6 separate regions of the Mus musculus genome follow, and regions 1, 2, 3, 5 and 6 are each linked to region 4. A link is a contact called in public promoter capture Hi-C data. All regions are on one chromosome and are shown on one strand. The core of a region is the stretch at or near the end of the contact, and the rest is flanking DNA. Distances in the headings are between cores, read along the strand shown. Region 1 holds the start of Cct3 (chaperonin containing Tcp1, subunit 3 (gamma)). Region 2 holds the start of 1700113A16Rik (RIKEN cDNA 1700113A16 gene). Region 3 holds the start of Gpatch4 (G patch domain containing 4). Region 4 holds the start of 4632404H12Rik (RIKEN cDNA 4632404H12 gene). Region 5 holds the start of Glmp (glycosylated lysosomal membrane protein). Region 6 holds the start of Rhbg (Rhesus blood group-associated B glycoprotein).

Region 1 (2,700 bases), core at 169-2,668, 1.5 Mb after region 4:
TGAGAGAACCCCCGGTATAATAAGAGATAACCTGAAATGCTTCAACTTCATAGTCTTGACCAGTACTTTCCTTGTATGCATGCTTACATATTTCCAGTGATTCATATCTTGAGTGCCCTGAATGGGCCTCAGTAGGACAGTGATTTTTCACAAGACTGCACACCCCTTACAACATCCCCGGGAAGAGGAGCCACAGAGTCTCAAAGATTAGTGACCAAGAAAGTCTGCTTGTGAGGCTGGAAAGATGGTTCAGCTTCAATTCCCAGCCCCTCAAGGTGGCTCACAACTGCCTGTAACTCCAATTCCAGGGAATCTTGGTGCCATACACAGACGAAAACAAACAAAATATCAATCACAAGCCAAGGAATCTCACGATAGAACAGGAAAAAGACTAAAGCCTGAGAGCCACCCTGTAGGTAAACTTCTCTCAGGAGACTAGAGCAGAAAATAATGACTTCTTACAAATCTGGCCTGCTGCTTAAAACCTCATGGACTCGTCTACGAGTGTGTAGGAGAGGTAGTGTCACTGAACACCTTTGTCTCTCCTCCCAGTGTGGCCAGACTAAATCTGTTTTTCTCTTTACTATGTTTAACTTTGACCCAGGCTTACTGAGTTATTCTCAATAGCTCAGGTAACTGACAAGGAACTGGTGCTCTTTACTGAGATGAGTGGCGTTCCCTAAAGAGGAAAGAAAACCAGGAAAGGAATTTGGGAGAACTGGCTGGTGGGAAAGATCACATCCAAGATCGGGAACGCCAGGAATGTCATTTCCGAACAAGGGTTGCTGAATGACCGCTACTGAAAAGATGCCACTTCCGATTCGATCTGCCGGTAAAGGCAGCTTTTACTTATCAACTTAACAACTCTACTACAGCCTCCTAAATACTGATGCTAAAGTATCAATCAAGCGAGTTGCCGTTAAGTCACGCCTCTACGGAGGGATGGACCGAGCATAGGAAGCAAGGCCTACCGTTAAGAACCATCATTACTATCTACACGGAAATCATGCTGTAAAGGACACGGGGGCGTGGAGGGTGGCGACTAAAGAACCGAACGCGAATAGGATGAAGCACACGTAAAGACTAGCGACTCCGAGAGCGGAAAGTCATTTTGTCAAAAGAAGGCGACAGGAGAGGCAAGAGAAGAAAAGTGGGGAAGGAGCTTGGTCCAAGGCGAAAAGACCACTGGAAGGCACGAGGGCCGAGTCATGGCGGGACGGAGCTGGGCAACACTGGCCAGCTTGGGGAGAGAGGGGCGGAGAGAGACATCCCTTCCCTGAACTCACTGAGCACGAGCACTGGACGGTGGCCCATCATGGCGGCACGACGCAGAGCCGACTCTCCAGAGCTGGGGGGAATCGGCAGAACCTTCTGGAGAGAAGAGCAGCGAAGAAAACGCTGCCTCCTCAGGAATGACACAGAAACCTGCTAACCTCTGAAGTGCCGCCAATCACCAAACTCATTTTATTGATTGACAAAAACATAGGCCAATCGACAGTATTAGCCCCGCCCTCTACGCAAGAAAGGCAAGGCAAGTTAGATAGAGAGGGCATGATGTAGGGGACTGGGAGACGCAAGCGCTTGCGCACTGGCGTGGCCGCTCCCGGCCGCGTGCGGCCAGAATGTCTGCGCAAGCGCCAAAGCACGGGCAGTTAGCTGGCTCGCTACAGCGCATGAGTACCCACTAGAGGGTGGGTGCTGGGGTGGAGGCTTTGGATTAATGCTGTAGGTAAGATCATGAAGCTCTGTTTTGTCCATCGGTTCTCGTCCGACCGTGAAGGCCAAGGAAGGCATGATAGTTCTCTACTTTTTATTTCAGCCTTAGCGGTAGGGAGGAGTAGAGGAGCCAGAAATACCCGTCGTGGCCCGAGAGATTGAGGCAGTGTAAAAGTGGAAGTTGTCCTACGGGGCGGGGAGGCAACGACTCGGCTCCCCGCCTCCCCGGAGCATGCTGGGAGTTGTGGTTTACTGCTCTAGACGCGCTGGTTTTCTTTTTTAAAGAAAAGGAAGGAAAATTCTTGTTCTTTAGATGTACCTATTTTTTATTTTATGTGTATGGTTGTTTTGCCTGTGCGTATGTAGGTGCACCACTTGTGAGAGGCGATCAAGCGGGAGTCTGATCCTCTGGAACTGGAATTGATTGTGAACCGCCACGTGGGTGCTAGGAAGTAACCCTGTCTGCGGGACCATCTATTGCTCTTAACTGTTGAGCTATCTCTCCTGTCCTAATGTCTTACTTCTTAGAAAAATACGTTGAGTCTAAGGCAAAAAGACATAAAGGAGGATCGCTCACATTTCCCCCGAATATCCTAAGTCGTGTTTCTTGCAGTATTATGAGTCTTCTTCGCCCCCTCCCCCCCAGCCTGGTCACTGGTTAGTGACAAAAGAAACTAGAGTTTTTGTTTTTTTAATTACCGTATTATCTTTACCAGAGTTCTAAGGCTGGCCTAAAACTCGTCGTAAAGACCAGGCTGATCTCAAACTGGAGACAAGCCTCTTGCCAGATCACCCCATATAGGAAAAAGACAAAACAAAACAACAAAAAAAATAAGGCTAGTAATTAAACAGAAGTCTCAAAGAGTCATGACATGTTTGTGATAGATTTAAAGTTCGTATTTGGTATGCTTTGTCTTCTGCAGTGAAAAGGCACTAACAAAAACTGCCGAAGGGAATTGGAGAAAAATTAACAATTTCAGAACA
Region 2 (2,700 bases), core at 93-2,592, 1.6 Mb after region 4:
TGCTCTACCATTAAACTAAGCTATACCTCCATCCCAATAGAAGGGTTATGTGAGGACCTCTTGAGTGAAAGAGTATAAGACAAACTGTGAAACCTCTCTAAATAAATATTCTTACTACTGTAGCAAGGTGTCTGCACAGATTCAGGCCAATAGCTCTCAGGCTATTCGCACTATAATCTTACCGCCAGAAGACAGGAAAATAGAGCAAGGCGTGTCCAACCTGTGGCCCATTAAAGTGGACGGCATCTGTGACTACTTCTCCAAACAAAATCATTTGTGGCTCTTTTTTTTTTTTTTTTTTTTTTTTAGACCAGAGTCTCTTATATTTCGGGATAGCCTTGAACTTCTAATCCTATATGCACACACCAGGTCGAACTCCAGCAGAACTCCGGGCTCGGAGCTACATCCCCAGCCCCGCGATTTTTTTCTTTTTTAAATATTTATTTGTTTGTTTATTTATTTATTATATGTAACTACACCATTCATTTATTTATTTATTTATTTATTTATTTATTATATGTAACTACACTGCAGCTGTCTTCAGACACCCTGGACTGGCATCAGATCTCATTACAGATGGTTGTGAGCCACCATGTGGTTGCTGGGATTTGAACTCAGGACCTTCGGAAGAGCAATCAGTGCTCTTAACCACTGAGCCATCTCTCCAGCCCCCTTTTTTAAATAATTCAATCACGCAGTTTTTCGGCGTGGACTTTGTGGTTAACAGTTTTGACAATGACAAATCGTTGCATTCGCCTGTCGGATTCTCCTTCTGGAACGCCCAGGCAATGCCAGATCTTACGCAGTGCTGTCAATCTCAGTAAAATTGCCAAGGCTGAGGGTGCTAATTCTCAATTTGTGCAGGAAGTTGACGATGGGGGTTTTACGCATGCGCACCTCCTCAGAGCCCCAGAGAAACTGCCCAAAACTAGAGCTTCACGTAGTTTCACCCTTGCTGAACCTTCTGAGTACTACGCACGCATCTTGTGCAGGCAGCGGTTGGCCGGTGCTTCCATCACTCACCCGAAGGGCCAATGGAGTGAGCCTAGTTACCTACTTCCCCCTGAGTAGCAGGCGGCGCCGGGCGTGGCTTGAAGGCCTTTGTTCCACGCGCGGCGGAACTTTACGAGAGGCTCCGGAGCGTGCTCTGCCACCTGCTAAGCCCCGGAGACGCAGTCAAGGGTCTCAGCGACACCTTGGGGGAGTGGGGCAGAACGTACGGAAATGGATGTTAGGCGACTCTACAGCCTACCTTCTATACCCGCCCCCTTTCGCCTTAGAGTGGAGGGTTACTTTGAAACCCGGAAGCAATTCATCTCCGGAACACACCGCGGGTCACGTGGGGGCGGTGCGTAACGGGCGCGTGATCCGGCGTCCTGCGGGTCTTCCCCTCCCCAGGGGCACCCAGCATGCTTTGGGCACGTGGCAGCTCATGTCCTAAATAGGAGTAGTCCTGGGCCGCTATCCTGTGAGGGTGGAGACGCTCCCCGAGACTGGACAGACACCGAGAGGTGGAGCTGAGCCAATACGAGGCTAAGGGGTAAATCTGACTCACCCGAGAGGCCGGAACTGACCTGCTGCAAACTACCAAGGAACTTCGCTAGGCTGGGTGGCTAGAACGGGGGGGGGGGGGGGGGACCTGTAAACTATGCTAAGGCTACCTCTTCTATTTGAGACCCAAGTCTGAAACAGGACAGGAAAGTGGATTTGCTCTTCGTCCAGGTAGTGAGTGATTTCAGGCTGCAAACATTCAGGTCCAGAGCCTGAGATGAGATCGCCTGGGTCCCTTCCACATCTGCTGATCCTTGAACAAGTTCCCACACAATCACAAGGCTGGAAAAGATAGCCCATGGGACTAAAGGATGAGTCAGACCAAAATAACCACTGGCCTCGTGGCATGAACAGTTAGACAGCACTGATTGCTCCTAAGAACCACTGACCTTGATAGCTGAGTCCAAGAGACCCACACCCTAGTTCTATTTTATATGGCAATACTCGAGGAACTCGTCCTTCAGCTAAAAAAGAGATCAGCTTCAAAAAGTTGCAACTTGGGAGTATTTTTTATTAAAAAAAAATGTGTATGTACACATGTGTCCTGAGGAGACCAGAGGGGTGTTGTATAAGAATGTTTGCTGGGGGAGTCAGTGGTTAAGAGCATTGACTGCTCCTCCAGAGGACCTGTGTTCCATTCTCAGCACCCACATGGCAGCTCACAACTGTCCTTACATAGACAGACATGCAAGCAAAACATCAATGCACATAAACAACAAAAAATGTTTGCTGACCTGAATTGGTTCTAGCACCCATGCCAACATCTCACAACTGCCTGTAACATTAGCTCCAATAAACTTGATGCCCTGCTCCAGCCTCCAGGGACACTCATGCACACACACACAAGAAAATAAAATCCACACCATTGCATACACTAGCAAGATTTTATTGAAAGGACCCAGATGTAGCTGTCTCTTGTGAGACTATGCCGGGGCCTAGCAAACACAGAAGTGGATGCTCACAGTCAGCTAATGGATGGATCACAGGGCTCCCAATGGAGGAGCTAGAGAAAGTACCCAAGGAGCTAAAGGGATCTGCAACCCTATAGGTGGAACAACATTATGAACTAACCAGTACCCCGGAGCTCTTGACTCTAGCTGCATATGTATCAAAAGATGGCCTAGTCGGCCATCACTGGAGAGGCCCATT
Region 3 (2,700 bases), core at 87-2,586, 1.7 Mb after region 4:
GCTCTCTCTTGTGAGACTATGCCGGGGCCTAGCAAACACAGAAGTGGATGCTCACAGTCAGCTATTGGATGGATCACACGGCCCCCAATGCAGGAGCTAGAGATATTACCCAAGGAGCTAAAGGGATCTGCAACCCTATAGGTGGAACAACAATATGAACTAAGCAGTACTCCGGAGCTCTTGTCTCTAGCTGCATATGCATCAAAAGATGGCCTAGTCGGCCATCACTGGAAAGAGAGGCCCATTGGACTTGCCAACTTTAGATGTCCCAGTACAGGGGAACGCCAGGGCCAAAAAGGGGGAGTGGGTGGGTAGGGAATTGGGGGGGGTGGATATGGGGGACCTTTGGGATAGCATTGAAAATGTAAACGAGGAAAATACCTAATTAAAAAAAAATTAAAAAAAAAAAAGAAGTGGTCTTCTTGGATTTTTTTTGTTTTTGAGGGCTTACTAATTAGCCTGGCTAGCCTGGGTTACACTGGCCTGCCTCTCTCCCAGGTGCTACCTTGCTTCTTGAAATGGAAACAGAAGTAAAATTTAGATGCTGAGGTCACCATGCAAATACCACTTATTATAAATACCAAATTATTTCTGACTATTTTAACAGTAAGAATAATCATACCCCACACTTGTAGTGCATTGACTCACCACGAACCTGCTATTAACTGCTTCACATGGATTGTCTCATTGATGCCTGCCAACATCTTATAAGAAGGTATTACTTAGCCTTAATTTACAAAGAAGAAATCGAACACTGCTAATTCGAACACCAAACAACTGGCAAGTAGTGGATCCAGGATTGGTAGTGAAGCATTTCATGAGCAACTCACTGCTTTGTACCTTTACAGCTTCTTTCTTCTGCTGTAAGCCTTCCCCACATTCTATTTCTCATCACAGTAATTCAAAACCACACTTCCCGGAAGGCGGAGGCAAGCTTTATTTCCCAGCCCTTGAGAATCGTTCAGCGTTTCTGGACTGAAATGAGTGACACAGTAGGAATCGTTTTTTAACGCACTTGCAATGGGCCGGCGTGGGCAGACGCAGCCTGATCTGCGAAGGCTGCAAGTACACTGAGACGCGGTCTCCTTTCCAGCCAGTTTCCAGGGATGTCCAGAGCCACCCGTTTGCAGCAGCCTAGAGGACCAGCCGCCGCCTTTTCCTCCGGTTATAAATCCAAGCCCCGCAGCCACAGAGTCAGCAGGGTGGAACTACTCTCCGATCTTCGCCCTTGCTCCCGCCCCTGGGGAAAGCAAGCTCCTTACCGTCAGTGTACAGTCCTCTCCGTGGAAGCACGTGTGACACCCGACTTGGGTGCAGCCATCTTCCCGGAAGTGAACTTTGGCCCTTCTAGGATGCAGAAACCATAGAGACGTCCTGACAGTAGCCACTCCCCTGGATGTTTGCCACGGAAACTGAGTTCCAGGCTGGGTGCTAGTTTCCTTCCTGCAGTTGTTGGAAGCCAATGCGCCGCCCTAACCTCTGTTTCGGGTCCCCCACCCCCACCCCCACCCCCGACCCTATCCTGAGCTTTCCGGAGTTAGTGCCTCCCTTGAGGCAAGGACACTCAGGCTCTGCGTAGCGGGATCAGCACTGGTTGCACACTACCTTGTCCCTTTCGTACTGGGAACACAAGAACACTTAAGACTCGACCCTTAACTTGGAGGAGCATGTAGACTTGCTCCAAGAAGAGGAGACGAAAAGGGGTCCAGGGCACCGGAGCTGCAAGTACACCATTCCCACCAGCAGTTGTAGGCTTCTGCGGCCGGCCGGCCGCCCAAAAACAAGGGAAAAGAGCGTTTCATATTGCCTCCCCATATGGGAATAGCCATTTGCTTGTTATCTAGAACGCAATTACGGCAAAGGATATAATAAAGAAAATACACTGAGGGCAGAAGAGATAGCTAACCCATTAAGAGTGTTTCAGATTGAGTTCCCAGCACCCATATGGATTCCAGAGGATCCAACACCTTCTAACTTCTGAACTGCAGATGCATACATGCAGGCAACGCACACACACATATAAAATTACATCCTTAACAATTAATTAAAAAGAAAAGAAATTACAGTGGGGGATCTTCAAGAGCATCCAAGTCTAGTTACCAGTATCCATGTTGGGTGGTGACACATGCCTTTAATCCCAGCACTCGGGAGGCAGAGGCAGACGGATTTCTGAGTTCGAGGCCAGCCTGGTCTACAAAGTGAGTTCCAGGACAGCCACGGCTATACAGAGAAACCCTGTCTCGAAAAACAAAACAAAACAAAAACAACAACAAAAAAAGATGCACAGTATCCATGTTGGGTATTCACAGGTACCTGTAAACTCCAACTCCTGGGGACCCATGGCCTCTGCTGGTATCTATAAACATATACACAGGCCCACTCACAGAAACACATAATTAAAAATGAATCTTTAAAAAAGCAAAACAGAACAAAACAAAACAAAACCCATGATAGCAGAAACAGAGATGCAATGGGTGAATTCTGAAAATCATCCTACTACCCTGACCATGTCAAGAGAACGGGAGTCTTTTGTAACAAAAGAGTTATCTGGTCACATCTGTGTATCATTTGTGTGAGGCCCATATTAGGATAGTGTCTTAATTGTTGTGAAGGAACAACATGACCAAGGCAACTCTTCTAAGGAAAAAAAATTTAATTGGGGCTGGATTACAATTTCAGAGGTTCAGTTCATTATCATCG
Region 4 (2,700 bases), core at 54-2,553:
GTGACAGTCACCTAGGATAAGCAGATGTGACCCCAGGAGTGGGGAGGAAGTGGCAAAGCTGCTACGAGCCAAGGCAAAAAGAGGAATTAAAGGTTAGTTACACCAGAGTTAGTAAGAGGAGATCCAACGTGGGGTCAATGAACGGCACTATTCTTTAGTGAAATTCAGGGAGCAAAGAGGGGTTGTACGAGGGATGCCTAGGCAGGGAGCCTACAGGTGGGTACATATAAGTGGAAAGAACTACTGAGAAGGGTCATTATGGAACCGGGCTGAGTTCCAGGCTACGTCCTTCCAGCACAGGCCTGGAATCTTATTAGAGTTGGGGTGGGGAGAAGAATGGGTCATTTCTAGGTGACATGGTAAAGTTGTGGAGGAGTAAGCAGAAGGAGCCAAAATCATAAAACCTGAGGTGTGGGTGGATTCATAGGAGGAGGTGGTTGAGGGGCCACATGTCCCGATGTCCCTTGCTCTCAGGGGTCAACAGTAGAGACTGTGACTGCACCACAGAACCTCAAGCTGAAGAAACAAGTGTAGCCTGGAGAGAAGGAGCCAAGCACCAAGAGGGGGGCTCTGGCCTCCGGGTCCTTCGAGAGCAGGAGGTTGTATGGTGTGATTTCGATCACCAGACAAGGGACCCCCAGCGTGGCGCAAGCGAGGTCCTCACCGTGATGTTGCAGTGGATGCGGACGGGGTCCCCCGGCACCGATCCCCGGGAGGGGAGATGGGGTCCGGGCGCAGCCCCGGCCCCGGCCCCTCCGGCTCCGGCCAGCAGGAACTCGCAGCTCAGCTCGTCCAGGCAGGCGCTGGCAATGCGGAAGCGCTCGTGGCCGCGGTGGAAGATGGACTCGAGCAGCTTCAGCTCCCGCCTCAGGCAGGGCCCTGGCCCCGGGCCCCCTCCCGGGCCGCCCCCGGCCCCCGGCGCCGCCCCCTGGACCCCCAGTTGCTGCCCCGGCCCCGGCTGCTGCTGCCCCTGCGGCTGCGGCTGCTGCATCCTCCGCTCCGCTCCGCTCCGGGGCCGGCGGGCCGGGAGCCTCCGGCCTCCGCTCCGGGCTCCGCCGCCGCCGCGGTCCGCACTTCCTGATCCCCCCTTCGCCAAGATGGCGCCGCCGCCACCTCCGGGACAGGCCCCCTCCGCTCGCCGGCCCACCCCCCCCACGGCCGCCGGAAGCCGCGCGCCCCTCCCCCTCCGCGGCGGCCCCGCCTCCGGCCTCACGTGACCTCTGAGCTCCGGCCCCCGGCACGTGATCCGCGCGTCTTTCCCGCCCCCCGGCCCGCGCCTGTCACCCTCCACATGTGACCCTAGGCCCTCGCCTCGCTGCTCGAAGCGCTTCCGTGCGTGTACGTGCGTCGTGCGTGACCGTGCACCGGGGGGCCTTTGCCAGCGCTTCCCTGTCACATGGCCGGCGTCTCTTGTCACGTGGCCGGTGCCTGTGTTCCCAGGGGCTCCCCGCGCGGGACTCTGGCTTCCTGCTTGCGTCCCGCGGCCCCCGCGTGCGGCGCATGGCCGTGTCTGTCCTGTATTCCCATGGGGGTCGTCGGGCCGGGTCACCGGCCTCCGCGTCTGCGGCGGGAAGGCGCCTTTCGCTACGGTCGGAGAAACGGACTTGGATCTCCCTGCGGTTCCTCTATGGTGTGTGACCTTGGGTTATCTACGCTCCTGGGGAGCCTCAGTTTCTCCATCACAACAATGGCACTGTACAAGACGGGGAGGCCTCTTTAGCCTGTTCCCAAAGGCTCTGTGCAGGGATACTGAAGTATCGAGTATGGTCGCTGGTCAGCTACGTCTGAGGGGACAGATGGTGCGGCTTCCTCCACAGAATCACAGGGCTTCGTTATGTGTGAGTGCAGAGTACTAAGCTAGGGGTTGCATAGACGACACCCACGCCTACCTGCTATTCTTCTTCCCACCTCGTCGCACTGATCCTGAACGGGGCTTGAAGTTTGCGGCAGTACCTCGTCGTTCCCACTAGGTGGCACTATCACAAAGGACAACGGAGGGTCCTGAAACCCAGAGCTGCAAACTGGCAGGTGCCAGGATGTTGTAAGGCCTGATGGGTTTGGGACCAATTCATCATGTGAGCCGTTGGCCCGTCTACCGTCACCACCTCTATGTTTTTTGGAAGCTGACTGTACCTTGGTGCTGGGCTACTGATTCACTCAGTGATGTTAGCAGAAAGCTTTACTAGGCCAAGTTTAACTCCGTATGTTTTAAGAAATTCGTGTTCTTTGAGCCTGGGGGGATGAGTGTGGGTGTGTGGGTGGGGCTGGTTTTTCTAATGACCAGAGCAGCCTGAACATTTAGCTGCATACCATCTTTGTGCCTATGTCCACAAGCTGGAAGCATAAAATACTAGGGTAAGCCAGTCCTAGCAGAACAGGGTTGTAGTCGCAACTATCTAGGAGAGTCAGAAGGCCAAGGCCTACCTGGATAACTTAGTAAACTCCTTTCTCGGCCAAATAACTAATAAATAAGGGCTGAGGGTGTGGTAGAATGCTTGCTTAGCTAGTAGAAGCTCCAAATTTGACACCCTCCCCCATCATCACACACAAAAAGAGTAATTGTAAAAAGTCTAATTTATCAAGCATTCCCCAAGCCAGGAATACTAAGCAAATATTTCTAACCCTTAACACCATTGCAAGGTGAGTGCTTTAACCTGTATTTTACAGATAAAGGTCAGGATGTATAGATACTGAGCAGAA
Region 5 (2,700 bases), core at 42-2,541, 1.4 Mb after region 4:
CCTTGAAGGTCAGGCTGCCATTGGCGAATGCTCCAGTAGGATCATCTACAGGGCGGCCTTGAAAATCGGCACTCAGGTTGGCAAGATCCAATGAGTTGGTGATATTGTTCCAGGAGAACTTGGCCAAGGAGTACGGAGGGTATGGCTTTCCTGGAGGCTGTGCCCCCTCGGACGCATTGGTGCTGTCAAACTCAAGCAGCTGGGGACAGGGTAGAGTGGAAGAGGCTTGCCTCCCTCTGGCTTTCTCTTGAATATCCCTCCCAGTCACCCCACCCAAAACTGCATTCACTTCACCCACCCTGGGCTAAACCCGTCCCTCGCCCTGGGGGTAGGATGGACTCTCTTCTTGTGATCTTCTCTCTGGGCTCCTTCAGACCCTCACCCTGGTGAAGACGAGAGCAGAAGAAAACTGTATGCTGCTCTTGGGGAGCACCATCAGGGCCCCAGCAGGATCGGGAGACAGCAGGAGACTCCAGTTGACACTCAGGACACTCTGAGTGGTGTTAGTGGCCACCAGCACCACAGCTGGAGGCCCCAGGCTGCTCCACACATAGTGCAGGGTGGAGTTGCTGCCCACTGCCCGAATATGAAGCAGGTTCTGTGGATTTGGCCAGCCGGAAATAACCTCCATAGATACCTGGAACACGGGGTAGTGGGGCGGAAGGAGCAAGATCAGGTATGCTCACAGGCAAAGCTGCAGCTTGTAGGTGGAGGACAGGACCTGGGCAATGCAAGGGCTCTTGAGGACCAGGCAAGAGGGAAATGTAGAAACTGAGGGGAACTTGGAATCAGGGGCAGATGTAGGGTTGAGAACATAGGGTGGATCCAGGATTACTCAGAGGGCTCAGAGCTAACAAGGCTTTTAAGTCCCCAAACTTGCCTGTTCCTGGGCTACAATGGCTGAGCCATGGCTCAGACATCGTCAGAAAGCAGGACGCAGTCATGCCTGACCCCTCCACAATTCTTCCAATCACTCGTGACTCCACACTGAGCTCTCTGGGTTGTTATCTCTCTTGCATCCACCTTCCACCCCTCTGTTGTCCCAGATTCCGGTCATCCTAGAAAGGTAGGATTTCCGGAAACATCTATAACTTCAGTTCCAGAGCCCTTACCTGGCGAGTCTCTTCTCCCTGCAGGCCAAATGGAGCTGAACACACAAGTAGACTCAAAAGGAGCCATGGGGTAGGGGCACAGGGGACCCAGCCCCAGTGAGGTCCCCAACAGCGAAACATACAGCCACAGCTAGTTAAACTCAGCGGAAGAGCCTCAGAGTCACATGACTCCTTTCCTGCTGATCCCTTTTGAGGGCGGGCCAACAAAGTTCTTAAAGGGGCCGCTTCTATTAACCCAGATCTGTTTAAGTTGGAATAGCCTCCCGAAAGCTCAAGGTGAACAGGTATTTTATCATCAACAGGTTGGCCTAGGCATCCTAGACTAGCTGTGCAAACATACTCCTACCTTACTGCAGACACCCTACCGGCCCCACCTACATCACCTCTGGTGAATAAACCCAGATTAAAATTTCCACACAATTTAACAGAGTAATTTGTATGTTACTGCTCTGTGCTAGAAAGATATAGAGAGGGCTGGAGAGATGGCTCAGTGGTTAAGAGCACTGACTGCTTTTCCGAAGGTCCTGAGTTCAAATCCCACCAACCACATGGTGGCTCACAACCATCCGTAATGAGACCTGACGTCCTCTTCTGGTGCAGCTAAAGACAGCTACAGTGTACTTAGATATAATAATAAAAAAAAATCTTCAAAACAAAAAAGGAAAGATATAGAGAGGAATTGGATATAAAAGAACCCTTGGGGGTCAGCAAGATGCCTCAGCATTTGCTCTAAACTGAACATGAGTTGGATATATATTCAGGACCAACGCGGTAGAAGGAGAAAAATAATTGCCAGAAGCTGTAACCTGATTTACACATGCATTCTGTGCATTGCTCACATAAAACAAGTGCAGTAAAATGTAAAAGAATGCCGGGCGGTGGTGGCGCACACCTTTGATCACAGCACTTGGGAGGCAGAGGCAGGCGGATTTCTGAGTTTGAGAAAAGTGAGTGCTAGGACACCAGGGTTACACAGAGAAACCCTGTCTTGAAAAAACAAAGACAAAAACACAAACAAAAAAAGTAAAAGAATAATAAAAGAATCCTTAGGTATGGTAGTCTCAGAAAACAGAACCAAACAGGAATGGAGGCTTGTTTCTACAAGGGGACCAAGACACCCTAATTCCAGCCAAGAGGTGAGAAGAGGAAGACCAGAAATTCAAGGTCTGGGGCATGAGATGTTCAGCAGGTAAATGCATTTCATTTATTAGATTACCAAGTAGGCAGGGACTGGCTGTCCAGGAACTCTTTATACATACCAGGCCGGCCTTGAACTATTAAAGATCCACCTGCCTGCCTCTACCTCCTCTGCTGGAATTAAAGGCATGAGCACCACAACCAGCCTGTTTTTCCTAAAATCTTAACATGTAAAGTATTTTGCCTGTATGTCTGTCTGTGTCTGGTGTCCTCAGAGACCAGAAGAGGATGTCAGATCCTCTGAGGCTGGAGTTACAGATGGCTGTGAGCTACCATGGAGATGATGGGAATCAAACCTTGGGTCCTCTGGAAGAAGTCAGTGCTCTTCATTACTGAGCATTTTCTCCATCTCCAACTTAAATCTGTTAGACTAATGCACAGTACAAATTTG
Region 6 (2,700 bases), core at 126-2,625, 1.5 Mb after region 4:
TCAGCGATTGAAGAGCTAACATCTGCTAGGCTGGGACCTTCAGGGCCTAAGCCCGTTATATCCTTGTACTAGACTATCTGGTTCCAACCCTAGGACCTAGCCCAGGGTAGACACTACATGAGTATTTATTGAGTGAATGAATGAAGAAGAGAAAAGGGGGAAGTCAGGCCCTGGAGGAGTTGTAGATGAAGGGAGGTATGGAGTTAAGAGGAGGTTAAAATCAGACCACAGCTCTCTCTTCCCCTTTCTCTAGTTCTGGGGGTATAGAAGGCTCTTCCTCCCAGACCTGCTGGAACCACCCAAGCAACTACTGACACCAAGCAGGGCTCAGGAGTCACACCTGGGACAGGAGATGGCCCCCGCAGGGGGTGACCCATAGATGCTGAGTCTTTATGCTTAACCTTCCTGCTGACTGAAGAGTGATGGAGAGTCTCTGGACAGGGCCCACATGGACCAGCTGGGAGCTGTGTCACCAGAGGCTGATCTCTGGTCTTTCATGTGCCTGGCTGGACCCTTGGCACAGGAAACCAGACAGCTAGAATCCAGGTGTCCTCCCAAGTCCACAAAAAAGGCAGGGGCAGAGGCTCAGGTCCCTGCTGAGACAGTGGAAGAACTGGACAATGAGCAGAGGGTTAGCAAGCTATCCTACTGTCCCTGCACCTGTGGACTGCAGGTTTCAGAACCAAGAGTACCAGTGTCCCTACCGGCTAGAGTCCTTCAGGGACCATGGCTGTTGGAGCTGTAATCTCAGCTCAACTTAAGGTGGTAGAGGCTGGGGCCCGAGAGATGGCTCAGCAGTTAAGAGCACCCACTGCTCTTCCAGAGGTCCTGAGTTCAATTCCCAGCAACCACTTGATGGCTCACAACCATCTGTAATGGGATCTGATGATCTCTTCTGGTGTGTCTAAAAAGAATGGCAGTGTACTCATAAAATAACTAAATACATCTTTAACAACAACAACAACAACAACAAAGGTGGTAGAGTGGTAGAGGCAACTGCTTCTGAGAGGGGCCATCTGGTTTATCTCTACAGCCAGGCAACGGAAGATCTCAGCATTAATCCGATTCCTTCCTATTAACCGAGGGAAACCAGGTAGGACCTTTAAAGGATACTAGCTTCTTGGATGCCAATCTCTCACACCAGGTTTAAAGGGGCGAGTACCTTTCCCCCTCTCTCCACCCTCTGGCAGCTGGGGCACAGTTGGGGAAGCTCACACATCACCGGTGCCTCAGCGGGGCCATGGGAAACAGGACCTGACCTGCGGGGCTAATCCCTGCCAACCTCGAGCTGAGGGGTGGGGCTCCCCAAGGAGCAGCACGGCCTCCGGGGGGCGGGGCCTCACCTTTGCGGTGGCAGGAGTCAGCTTGGCCGGCACTGCCCTGCCGGAGACCGGGAGAACACAGCCGCGTTCATGGCCCGCGTTCCCCGCCACCGGCGCCTGGTCCTGCCGCTGCTGTGCCTGCTCTTCCAAGGCGCCACTGCCCTCCTCTTTGCTATCTTTGTCCGGTACAACCACGAAACCGACGCTGCCCTGTGGCACTGGGGCAACCACAGTAACGTGGACAACGAGTTTTACTTTCGCTACCCAAGTGAGTGCGGGCGAGGGCGTGGGAAGCAAAGCCTCTAAGTCCCGGGTGTGTAGGGAAGGGCGTTGATGGGTACTCCTGCCACCAAGATGACTGCCGGGGCTTTAAAATAGTCCCCTTTCTCTAGTGTCCCTCTTGTTCCAGGCACTGCTGGGGATGGCACATGCTCTATCTCAGGCTGAGGAGAGGTAAGGCTCAGTCAGAGTCAGGGTCAGACAGTAAGGGGAGCTGGGGCTTCAATCCAGTTGTAAGTGGCCCCAGTGTTAGCTACTGTCTCACCTTCCGTTGGGGCTAATTTGACTTTGTCTAGGAGTCCAGCTTGACCACAGGAAAGAGAATCTTGGTGGGACTGCCAGGTAGGGTGCCAGAGGAGACGAGGGAGAACTAGGTGTGAAATTCCCACATGTTCAGGCGTCGAAGATTGGTTTCAGCACAAACACTCCAGGTTTGAGAGTGAGAGGACCCTGGACCCATTTGCCAGTTTCAAGGCCAGTGTGAGGCGGGCTAGGGCTGTGCTCGGTGCTGCACTATTATCTCATCTCACAGTTTAAGGTGGCTGCGGGGTGCCCATTATCACCCACCAAGGATCGCACAGCTAGAATAGCGCTTACACATCATAAACTTGACCACTGACCATTTGCCTCCTGACAAGGTTCTGGACAGGGAGTTAACCCCCTCATGGAGACAGAGCATTTCCTTCGAGGTTGTAACTGAGGCACTGGACATCTGGGACCAAGCACACTGCCCCTCCCTCTAATGCCCAAGTCAACCTTCTCTAGTTCCAGTTCCTCATCCAAGTGCCAGGAAGAAGCTGGGGGTGATGGTTTGTGCCTGTAATCTCAGTGCTCCAGTAGTGGAGGAGGGATGATCTGGAGTTCAAAACCAGCCTCAGCCACACTGTGAATCTGAGACCAGATTGAGCTAACAAAACTCTGTCTCAAACGAACAAACAAACAAACAAACAAACACCAAAAAGGAGTGAGGGAAAATGTCTGTTTGAAGGGCATGCAAAAAGCAACAAGGCTATTAAACCCACTTTCTGCCGCTGAGCTGTTGACAGGCTGTCCCCACCTCACCCTGCCCTTTCCCAGCAATGGGGACATAAAGGGCTAA

Evidence for each region. Promoter capture Hi-C pulls out the DNA fragments that hold promoters and counts their contacts. Capture Hi-C pulls out chosen DNA fragments and counts their contacts.
Region 1: a contact with region 4 is called in a promoter capture Hi-C map of liver, with 24 times the contacts expected there. The contact joins the promoter of Cct3 here to the promoter of 4632404H12Rik in region 4. A contact is called at or near these places in 3 of 39 promoter capture datasets (liver and pre-B cells), 2 of 115 datasets of contacts at active chromatin or transcription factors (bone marrow-derived dendritic cells and pancreatic cancer cells) and 2 of 9 other capture datasets (adipose tissue and liver).
Region 2: a contact with region 4 is called in a promoter capture Hi-C map of liver, with 4 times the contacts expected there. The contact joins the promoter of 1700113A16Rik here to the promoter of 4632404H12Rik in region 4. A contact is called at or near these places in 2 of 39 promoter capture datasets (liver and pre-B cells) and 1 of 9 other capture datasets (liver).
Region 3: a contact with region 4 is called in a promoter capture Hi-C map of pre-B cells, with 3 times the contacts expected there. The contact joins the promoter of Gpatch4 here to the promoter of 4632404H12Rik in region 4. A contact is called at or near these places in 3 of 39 promoter capture datasets (hematopoietic stem and progenitor cells, liver and pre-B cells), 1 of 484 Hi-C or Micro-C datasets (B cells) and 1 of 115 datasets of contacts at active chromatin or transcription factors (thymic regulatory T cells).
Region 5: a promoter capture Hi-C map of liver shows a contact between it and region 4, with 7 times the contacts expected there. The contact joins the promoter of Glmp here to the promoter of 4632404H12Rik in region 4. A contact is called at or near these places in 3 of 39 promoter capture datasets (liver and pre-B cells), 1 of 115 datasets of contacts at active chromatin or transcription factors (thymic regulatory T cells) and 1 of 9 other capture datasets (liver).
Region 6: a contact with region 4 is called in a promoter capture Hi-C map of liver, with 6 times the contacts expected there. The contact joins the promoter of Rhbg here to the promoter of 4632404H12Rik in region 4. A contact is called at or near these places in 2 of 39 promoter capture datasets (both in liver).

What each region holds. Positions count from the first base shown.
Region 1 is chr3:88,295,853-88,298,552 of GRCm38.p6, reverse strand. It overlaps Cct3 (chaperonin containing Tcp1, subunit 3 (gamma)), which reads right to left and starts at 1,418. Exons shown (of 14, transcript NM_009836.1): 1 at 1,287-1,418. The coding sequence starts at 1,317. Tsacc (TSSK6 activating co-chaperone) reads left to right here and starts at 1,554. Exons shown (of 4, transcript NM_001357024.1): 1 at 1,554-1,729.
Region 2 is chr3:88,176,427-88,179,126 of GRCm38.p6, reverse strand. It overlaps 1700113A16Rik (RIKEN cDNA 1700113A16 gene), which reads left to right and starts at 1,342. Exons shown (of 3, transcript NR_045997.1): 1 at 1,342-1,540.
Region 3 is chr3:88,041,742-88,044,441 of GRCm38.p6, reverse strand. It overlaps Gpatch4 (G patch domain containing 4), which reads right to left and starts at 1,336. Exons shown (of 8, transcript NM_001110809.2): 1 at 1,263-1,336.
Region 4 is chr3:89,772,003-89,774,702 of GRCm38.p6, reverse strand. 4632404H12Rik (RIKEN cDNA 4632404H12 gene) reads left to right here and starts at 1,303. Exons shown (of 2, transcript NR_130957.1): 1 at 1,303-2,201. Ube2q1 (ubiquitin-conjugating enzyme E2Q family member 1) reads right to left here and starts at 1,094. Exons shown (of 13, transcript NM_027315.4): 1 at 665-1,094. The coding sequence starts at 991.
Region 5 is chr3:88,323,614-88,326,313 of GRCm38.p6, reverse strand. It overlaps Glmp (glycosylated lysosomal membrane protein), which reads right to left and starts at 1,291. Exons shown (of 6, transcript NM_020003.1): 1 at 1,113-1,291; 2 at 383-637; 3 at 2-199. The coding sequence starts at 1,232.
Region 6 is chr3:88,253,359-88,256,058 of GRCm38.p6, reverse strand. It overlaps Rhbg (Rhesus blood group-associated B glycoprotein), which reads left to right and starts at 1,375. Exons shown (of 10, transcript NM_021375.3): 1 at 1,375-1,590. The coding sequence starts at 1,413.